2 separate regions of the Sus scrofa genome follow, and region 2 is linked to region 1. The links are chromatin contacts, called in public promoter capture Hi-C maps. All regions are on one chromosome and are shown on one strand. Each heading gives the region's core, a stretch centred on a gene start, on an enhancer-like site or on the middle of the called end of the contact. The rest is flanking DNA. Distances are from core to core; before and after follow the strand shown.

The links. Promoter capture Hi-C pulls out the DNA fragments that hold promoters and counts their contacts.
Region 2: a contact with region 1 is called in a promoter capture Hi-C map of liver, with 3 times the contacts expected there. The contact joins the promoter of ZNF609 here to the enhancer-like site in region 1. A contact is called at or near these places in 1 of 5 promoter capture datasets (liver), 6 of 47 Hi-C or Micro-C datasets (epiblast stem cells, liver, skeletal muscle and 1 more) and 2 of 2 datasets of contacts at active chromatin or transcription factors (alveolar macrophages and skeletal muscle).

What each region holds. Positions count from the first base shown.
Region 1 is chr1:107,545,220-107,550,073 of Sscrofa11.1, reverse strand. The region is part of intron 2 of ZNF609 (zinc finger protein 609); the gene reads left to right. Among named protein-coding and RNA genes, the nearest start is that of ZNF609, 36 kb to the left of the region's middle. Within about 2 kb of position 1,278, at least 14 of the 83 cell types and tissues checked have an H3K27ac peak or open chromatin away from gene starts, as enhancers often do. A contact at or near this core is called in liver, where this site is marked.
Region 2 is chr1:107,580,327-107,585,103 of Sscrofa11.1, reverse strand. ZNF609 (zinc finger protein 609) reads left to right here and starts at 1,757. Exons shown (of 9, transcript XR_002344510.1): 1 at 1,757-1,882.

The DNA.
Region 1 (4,854 bases), core at 29-2,528:
ATTTAAATAAATGTTTGGAGGTTGCTAGGAGATGAAAGCACTGTGTAGGGAGGCAGTGTTTCTGGAGTGGAGGAGGAGAAGATGCAAAAGGGAAGGCTAGGAATCTTGGTATGGAGCAGCTTTTGAGAAACAAAAACCCCAGGGTTTGGGGTGTAAGAGTTGCTCAGTCAGTGTTTGATGATTAGTACCACAGCTTATAAACTAAGTCTTTGAAAACTTTTTAAAGATTTTCTTTCTGAGATACGGGCTTGCCTATGGCTTAACTGGTTTGGAATGTTCCTTCCATGTGAGGACAACCAACAGAACCAAAACAGCAAAACAGATGTTTTGATATAATCTAGGAATTACATACTCTGAGCTGGAAACTGTCACGAAGAGGAAAAACTCATAAAATTTGTAAAGTATCTTGGCTGGAGTCTCCGCACCTATCCCTACCTCTCTCACCTCTTGGAAACAGGAGACAAAGTTTGTGGTATAGGAAAGAATTGTCACAGGTCTGCCACTAGCTAGAGAGGGAGATTTAAATATTCACATTCTCTACCTCCAGGCCTTCTCTTTCATCAAGGGAGGTATCTCAGTCAGTGACTGAATGAATTTCCATCAGCCAAGCATGTGGATTTCCCTTCATGAGATCCTACTTTTGCTCCACCACACCTCTGTCTGGCAGGGCTCACTGAACTGTTGCCCGGAGTTCTAGGAGAGATGGCTCTTACCAAGTACTGCTGCCCTGAATTGTCATTGAATACTCCTGCCTCATACATCCTGTCAATTGAAGAGTTGGGGGAAAGGAATGTTGAGGAATAAACAAGACAGAGCCTTCTGGCTCTTGTCTGTTAGCCTTGCCTTTGGTTTGATTGATAGGTTGTTAAGTTAGGGATGGAAAGGGAGGTAGGGTGCCTGTCTGAATGTCCCCAGCTTAGCGCTCTTGTTGCTACTCTGACAGGCAAGAAAAAAAGAATTTACAAACCACAGAAGGTAGTGATCTATCTGTGTGGATTTTGAGTTAGGTCTTAAACCAGGAGTTTACAGTGAGACTCCTGTTGTATTTTGTTTTTTTTGTGCTCCCTCCCGCCCCCCCGCCAGTCATGTAAAGTGAAGCCCTAGTGGCTATAGAAATTTGCAACCAAAAGCTCTCCTTGTCTCTTTAGCTGCTGCTTTTGATCTTGGAAGGTAGAAACTCTGCACCCTGCTTTCCCCATGTTTGTGTCTCAGCTTCTGCTACTCTCAGAATGCTGCACACATGTATTTACCACTTCCCCCATTAGTTTAGGATACAAAGAACATGATAAAGTGTGCTCTTTGCTCTCTTGCCTTCCGATCATGCTTGCTATCATATCCTGTGTTCTAAGAGCATCTTCCTTTGCCCTTGGTTTTGTTTTCTTGCCCTAGTTTATGCCTTCCCGCTCATTTCTCTCGTGTTGCAATCCCTCATTGCTCAACCAAGGTCAGATCTCTTTTTTATTCCTTCTGATCCAAGTCTTTCTCTCTTAACGCCTTCATCCTTCACTAGCTGTTCTTTCTCCGCTATTGATGACATAGCAGTCAGCCTTACTTCCTGAAGCCAGATGCCCTCAAGCATTTTCCTTCATGGAAAAAATTAAAAAGAAGTTGATATTTATGTAGAACTGAGATGCAGTTCTGTCGAACTACAGTGAAGTCTGAGCTTAATTAATTTTTTTCTTCAACAGCTCTGTTTTCCATCTGGGTATTGAAATTCAAGGAGGGCCCTGAGAGTGATTATCTTGTCCAGTCTCGTCATTTTATAGAAGAGGAAACTGAGACCCAGAAGGTCATGTGACTTGCTTAGGCTCTCATTGGTAGTCAGTGTCAAAGCCAGGTTTTTGTTTACTAAATTCTTACGGCATATTGTTACTCTGGGTTTTTTTTTTTTTTTTTTCTTCTTTTTTTGGCTGCCCTGCGGCATATGAAGTTCCTGGCCACAGCTGCAGCAATGCCGGATCCTTTAACCCACTGTGCCAGCTGTGATCGAACCTGTTTCTTGGTGCTGCAGAGACGCCATTGATCCCATTCCGCCAAAGCGGGAACTCCATTGTTACTTTGGGATTCTTAACATATCCTTTACTGTTCTGAAGGAGTCTCTTTTCCTCCTTTACATTCTGCCTCAGAAACATTGGATGTAAAGGCCCAGATACTCTTATGGCTGCTTTTACCTGTTTTCTATACCGATTTTAACATTGTAGACACTCAGTAATTAAAGGATCTTTGAGTTTAGCTTTTGTTGGTAAGGTAATGATGTTTACAAAGAACAACCATTTATAGCTGATGCTGAACCTCCCCTATTACAGAGGGAAAGTTACTTTTCAACTTCTGTCTTGAGCTTGACTTCCTGAGGTTGCATGTTTGTGTATGTTCTGGAGTATTGCATTCAGTCAAATTTTCATTGTGATCATTGAGACATTGCCAGTTTCCTCTTTATTTGGCAGTTGCAGGTATAAAAAACAAAACAAAAAAACAAACCTTGACCTTGTACTTCTTGGACGTATCCCTATCGGGCAGATCTTAAATATATTGTGGATATGAACTATTTTGTAAAGAGATGATATACTGTTAGCTACCATTATTTTTAATTCATTCAGTATATGATTTGAGTGCCTTTTAGATTCCAGGTATTGTGCTTGGTACTCGGTATACACTGGTGAATAGAAGAGATGATTCCTGCTCTTTGAGGAATTGAGAGTTCCTCAGACGTCTCAAACAGAGTTCCTGAAATTGTGGCCCGTAAAACCACATGCATCATATCATCCGAGTGTCAAAAATGCAGGTTCTGGAGTTCCCATTGTGGCTTAGTGGTTAACGATATCCATAAGGACTCAGGGTTGATAGATCCCTAGCCTCGCTCAGTGGGTTAAGGATCTGGCTTTGCCATGAGCTGTGGTGTAGGCCGGCAGCTACAACTCCAATTTGACCCCCAGCCTGGGAACTTCCATATGCTGGGTGGGGCCCTAAAAAGACAAAAGACGAAAAAAAAAAAAAAAAAAAAAGGCAGATTCTTGGACTCCACCCAGATCTGCTAAATAAGTTTTGGAGTAGGAGCCTAGGAATTTGTATTTACAGAAGACTCCAGATAATTGCTATATACTTTAATGTTTATGAATTTTCTTTAACCGTTGTTAATTTTCTTGATAAGGTGGGGATTGGGAGCCACTTCCAACCTGAAACACCAGTCTTCTACATTTAAATTGCACATCACCTCTTATGTATAACTTAGTGGTTAACAGTATAAACTCTGGAGCCAGACTACTAGGGTTTGTATTCCAGCTTTGCCACTTATCAACTGAGCAATCTTAAATGAATTACTTAACTGAGCTACTTCAGTTTTCTCATCTGCAAAATGAGGGAAACAGTAGTTCCTAAATAGCCGTTTTTATGTGAAGTTAAATTAGTTAATTCATATGTAAAACACTTAGAACAGTACTTGGCACATGGGGAGCATTCAGTAAATATTAGAAAAAAGGAAGAAAAACATGATTTGAGTTGAAATATGTCTCAGCTTGCTATAGGCAATAATGGATTAAAATCTAGCAACATTCCACCTATACAGGAAGCCTAGTGTGACTAGATAAGTATGTTGGCTAAGTCTTTCAGTACTGTTTTCTGAAGAAGTGCCAAACCTGGATTGGGAAACTTGCATGTAGTGATGTGTTCTAGAGGTCCTTGTATTTATGGTGGGGTTAGGTGGGGTAGAACACCAGAAATTGGTTTCAAAGGATATTGAAGTGGCCTTTTGAATTTCAGATTTCATATGAATTGAGTTTCCTTTTTTGGCCATATCCCTGGTGTGGGGGTTGGGTATGTTGGATAGATGTTACTGTGGGTTTGCCAGCATGTGCAATCTCATGGATGCTGGAAGAGCTCTAAATGTTTTTGTTTCTACCGAAGAGTGCATGGAAAATCTAAGTCCTAGTCCTTAATCTTCCAGCCCCTGGTGTGAACTTGTATTTTTGCCATTTGGGTATAAGAGCTTTTACCAACAGAGCTCATCCAGGGAGGCAGCAGGGCTTGGGCTTTCAGGCTGGAGGTGGCAGTAACACGCACAGCTGAGATCCTGCCACTGCTGGCTGTCTGAGCCCTCCTCTCTGTGGTTTTCACTCTTCAAGCTATGCTTGAGTAACCCGCCTCCAGAGCTGCTGACAGGGCTGTGTTCAGAGGCCTTGGAAATTACACTGTTCATTTCCTTATCATCCCCTGACCTGCAGTGCAGAGCCTTCTGGTGCAGGAACAAGGCAGAAAAAAATCCAGACGGCTCCCAGCCAGCATGTGTCAAGGGCTACAAAGAAGGAAATTGGACTTGCTCACTTAAAAACCATGGGGTTAGGCTTTGATTTTTGGTTCCTGCCGAGAGTTATTTGTGTGTATGCGCATGTTCTATCTCTGTGTATTTTTATGGAATGAGTCTGTGCATGGCAGAGCTGTAGAGGAGGATGAAAGCAGAGAGCAGAGGGAAGATTGATTTTCTCTTCAATTAATTTCTCAGTTGTGCCACCAGGATGGGCCTGGAAGGATTAACATCAGGAAGGTGCCAGGCCATATTAATATTAATATTTTAAAATATATTTCTCTAGGTACAGTTTAGTCATGTCAACTGCACCTAGTAAGCACCCACCCTATTAAGAAGTTTCCCAAGCTGGCTGCGGAGACATTTTTAACAAATCCTGTTCTCTGAAGTTGTTGATCCTAGATGGCATTGACATAGTCAATATTTAAGCTACCTAAGGAAAGTATAGACTTTGGGGAGTCTTTTTTTTTTTTTTTTGTCTTGCCATTTCTTGGGCAACTCCTGCAGCATATGGAGGTTCCCAGGCTAGGGGTCGAATCGGAGCTGTAGCCACTGGC
Region 2 (4,777 bases), core at 508-3,007, 35 kb before region 1:
GTGGAAATGAATCCATGAGGATTTGGGTTCAATCCCTGGCCTCCCTCAGTGGGTTGGGGATCTGGGTTGCTGTGAGGTGTGGTGTAGGTCGCAGATGTGGCTCTGATCCCATGTTGCTGTGGCTGTGGCACAGGCCAGTGGCTACAGCTCTGATCTGACCCATAGCCTGGGAACTTCCACATGTTGCGGGTGCAGCCCTGAAAAGCAAAAATAAATAAGAGTTCGCTGTAGGAATGTTTCTTTTGTTCCCTATTTTTGTAGTCCAGTCTCCTACAATGGTAGAGTCATGCTCTTTAGTAGGAAATGACTACTTAAATGGTAACCCTTAATTAAGTCATATCTAAGCCTAAAACACTAAGCCCTTCTCTTTCTCTACCTGAAAGTAGCTGAATCCTCACTTGTAATATCATCAGTGTAGATTAGAGGTTTGCTGTCACCTGGCATCAGTTTTGTTTTTGTACTGTCCTAGAACAAGCTGAATATGGGTGGGCCAAGGGGAGATTATTTTTCATAGATCAGACAGGCCTAGCGTTCATCTTTAGCCATCACCCCCTGGTGTGCACACACGTGCACACATACACACACACACACACACAGCTTTTGCATGTGTATGTGGAGATGGAGAGTGAAAGGATTTTATGACCCAGTAACATACTATTTTGAGTGGCACTGTTGAAGGATGCCTCAGGATAGTGGAAAAAGGAAAGATGAAAACTGCAGAGCTAAGGTGGTCAAGGACACAGGAAGGATATAATTTAGGCTAAGACTTGAGAATTAAGATAAATTTGTTTGCTATAGAAGGGGGTGGATGATTTAGGAGGTGAAGAGTATGATATGTTTCATAAGTGAGAGGTGGGTGGGAGTGTTCACTTAAATAAGGACTGAATGCCTACTAGATAGTGTGCTGAGCAATCAGATGAATGGCAGATAAGGAAAGAAAAAGTTACAATCATAAATAGAATGGTGGGTTGGAAAAGAACAATAGGACTTTTAGGTGATATAAATCAACAGGATTTGGTGATATGGGGTGATGAGGTGAAGAGGGGTATAGGATGAGAAATGGGTGCTTGAACAAGAAAACTAGTGATAATCCTAAAAAAAAAAAATTGGAAGACAAAGGATAAAAAATTAGGGGATTGATACTTTGCTGAAACAACGGATAAAATGGATGAAACCACCATGAGCTGTGTTTGCCCTTCTGTTCTTTGTAGATGTTCACATTCACACCCCTTATGGCTCTTTCTCTCCCCACGGTTGGACACTTACAGAATTGGTGTCTTCTGTATTTAAGGTGCGATACTTCCCCAGAGACCTCTCTGCGAGGAAGTCTGGCCACCGAGAGTTCTTTCCACGAGGAGAGAGCGTTAGGTTCGAGCTCTCCCATCCAGGCTTCTTCGAGTTTATCTCTGTTTTAACCGACCGGCCGGGTTTTCCAGCATTCCCAGAGCTACGCGTCTCTAATCCTGGCTCCGAGTCTCTAATCCGGGCTCCGTGTGACCGCGCGTTCCGAGACCCAGGATTTGGCTCCGCCATCCAGGTTCCGGGTTTCCCCTGCGCTCTACCGCTCCAGACTCCACACCAGCCCGGAATCCGGATCCGAGGGCCCGATAATCCAGTGTCCGGGTCTTCCGGGCGGCCCTGGTTGTCCCGGATCGCGGCGGCGGCGGCGGTGGCGGCGGCTGAGGGACCCGCGGCCCCGGAACAGCGGCACCGGCGGGCGGGGCGGAGCGGCGCGAGGAGGGGGCGGAGAGCCGGCCGAGGCGGGGTGGGGAGGGGGGAGGGGCCGCGGGAACGGATGGCGGCCTGGGCCCCGTAGCAGCGGCGGCTCTACGGCCCGGGGCCCGGGCGGGCGGAGGTGGCGGCTCCCGGGACCGGTCGCGCGGTGAGTCCCGAGCTTTGTGTGGAGCTGGGGCTGGGGGAGGAGTGAGGCGGCGGCGCTGAGGGGGCCGGGGGCAGCGGCGCCTGACGGAGGAAGTGGGGGTTGGGGGCCGGGGCGGAGCGAGGAGAAGGTGTGTATGGCGGGGTGGGGGGGGGTCGTTGCGTGGGTGGGGGAGGGGGGAGTCGAGGGGATTGGGGTGAAGTTCAAAGCGTGGCCAGGCCGGTTCACGCTGAGGGTAGGGGTACCCGAGAGGGATTAGAGTCTGGCCAGGTTGTAAGGACAGGCCAGAGAGTTTTAGAGGCCAGTCTGGTATCTTGCGGGGGGCCCAGGGTGACTGGAGCTAGTCAGGGAGTTAGGGGGGTTCAGGGCGAAGGGCTGGGAGCAGGACGTGTGCGTGGCCCAGGAGGGGGGAGCAAGGTGGCTGGGGGCGTGCAGTAAGTAGCTTGTGGGTGTGTGCTCCTTGTAGTCTTCAGGTCACATTTACTCCTGTCCTTTTCTTCAAGATGGAGGGATCCCTAGGCCTGGCCCTTAAACTACTATCCTTGTACCCTCGGGAGGGTTTGTGACCCTGTCCTGTTTGGAAAACCCATGCTGCCCTCTTTTCCCTTTATGTGTAATTACGGTTGGATCATCTCTGTGCTTTGCTCAGATTCTCCTTCCTCCCTCTGGGGTTGAGGAGGAGGAGACACATCTGACCAATTAATGTGTGTTTGTGAAACAGGCAGCAGCAAACAGTCATTTCAGCTTCTAGGAATTAGGCTCACACAGGGTGGAGAGATCATAGCCCTTCAGGGGGAATATTTCTGAACAAATCACAGATGATTAAATTCTCTAAGAAACAGCTTCCTACCTAAATGAGAGTGGGAAAGATGGGGGAGAAAGCCTGTCTGTTTCCAGCCATGTGTCCAGAGCCCCAGGGGTTGAGGAGAGTCCCCAATCCCCCACAGGCCTCTCTTTTCTGTATTAGGCTTTGCTCTGCAGCCTTGAGTTAATTTCACCCCTGCTGCTTTGTCTTGGGGGAGGGAGTGCTGGTTTAGGCTGTTGTGAGGAGATGACTGTTCTGCTGCCACACACAATAGTCATGTCATTTTATCGGGAGTGCTACCCCAGGGCTGAGAACTGCTGCTGCAGAGATAAACCCGTCCCTCTCACCCGCCTATTGTGTACACAGTGAAGGTCATAGGTTCAAGTCTTGTCTGAGAGCTTTGGATATGCTCCATCTCCCAGGCTCCTCAGTGCCATTTTCTTCCTTTTCCAGACTGGGGCTTGCCATTGGAGGAGGCCAGACAGAAAGGCTCTTCTTTTTGAGTGAGGAACAATGCACAGCTCATTGGCACACATTTTTCAGAAGAATAGGGAATGCCAGCCATGTTGTGCCTGCCTCTTTGGCTGGCCTGTACTAAGTTGTGCAGGAATAGTGGCTAGGGGACTCACCCCTCGTGTTTGTGTCAGACCTTTAAAGAAGACTCCAAGGGGAGGGTTTTACTCTTGTTTGAGCCAGCATGTTTAATTCTTTTTATAGAAATGGGACACTCATGTTTTTGTTTTGATTTTTGTTTATTTGTTTAGGAATACCACTAAAACCCTGTGCACGGTTAAGATAGGGAGCCAAGGACCAAGTACCTTTTTAATGGTGACTTCCTGCTCAGAAAAATTGCACAACAAAAAAGCCACAGAATTTGCCTATCTGGGCAAGGGCTGTGGAAACAAAACAACTTTCCTTTTAATCTTTATTTTAATTCTGATGAAAGGACTTGACTTACTCATTGTGCAAGAAAGTCCATATGTGCTTCCGTGTTTGAGAAAAAATTGCCAGAGAGATGAACATGAAAAAAAAAATCAATTGTGGTCTTGGGAGTTATTAATGAGAGAAGGATGAGAACAAGCTAGAAGGAAACTTATCCTTGCATATATCTTGTAGAATTGTTCAAATAGTATTTAGATACTATTATTTGGGTAAAGAATTATTTGGAACTGGAAATGGGGTTTCCATTTAGGACATTAAAGAAAACGTCTTTAAAAAGAGATTAGAGGAGTTCCTGCTGTGGTATAGCCGGTTAAGGACCCAGTGTTGTTGCTGCTGAGGTGTGGGTTCAATTTTTGGCCCTGCGTGGTGGGTTAAGGATCCAGCATTGCTGCAGCTGTGATGTAGGTCACAGCTGCAGCTCAGATTCGATCCCTGGCCTGGGAACTCCATAGCCCCAGCAGGTGGGCCCAGAAAAATATACAATGAAATAAAAAAATAAAGAGATTAGAAAGCAAGCTCTTTGTGAGAGGGCAGTTGCACACAATGTACACTGTACACAGTAGCCAACCATTTCCTATAGGGTATTGTGGAAGAGGAACTTTTAGCCTTTGGTTGTGGCAAAGGTCTTTCTGAGGCCCTGTGTCTGACCATGTTGCTTCCTTTTCTTTTTATTTCTGTGAATTTCTTAAAAGTGATGGTTTGCCACTTAGGTGTTGGACTTTGTTAGGAAGGAACACGCTATTCTGACCTTTATATTTCTTGATGGCAGAACTGTCTTAAGGTCCTACTGGAGGTGTTGTCTCTCTTTAGATTGCTTTCAACTATGTGTCCTAGGTCTCTGGGTGAAGTCTCAGCTAAACCGAGTCCAAAGCTTTTTGCTCTGGGGCTGTTGGCATTCATTTCTGAATCCTGTCAGGTGATAGTGAAGGCAGAAGCCTCAGATTAAATTTGCCCTGATTAGATTTAGTGGTTTCAGAGTTGGGCCCTTGCCACAAGGAGTCTTATGAGTTTTCTGATTGTGACCATCTTTCAGAGGGCACTTTGGATCTCCCTCCCCGCCCACCTTCTTGTTAGAAAATGTTTCCTTGTGAGAGGTCTAGATAGCTGGACAGATTAGTGCTTATTTTGTGTGAGGATATGGAAGCATAATT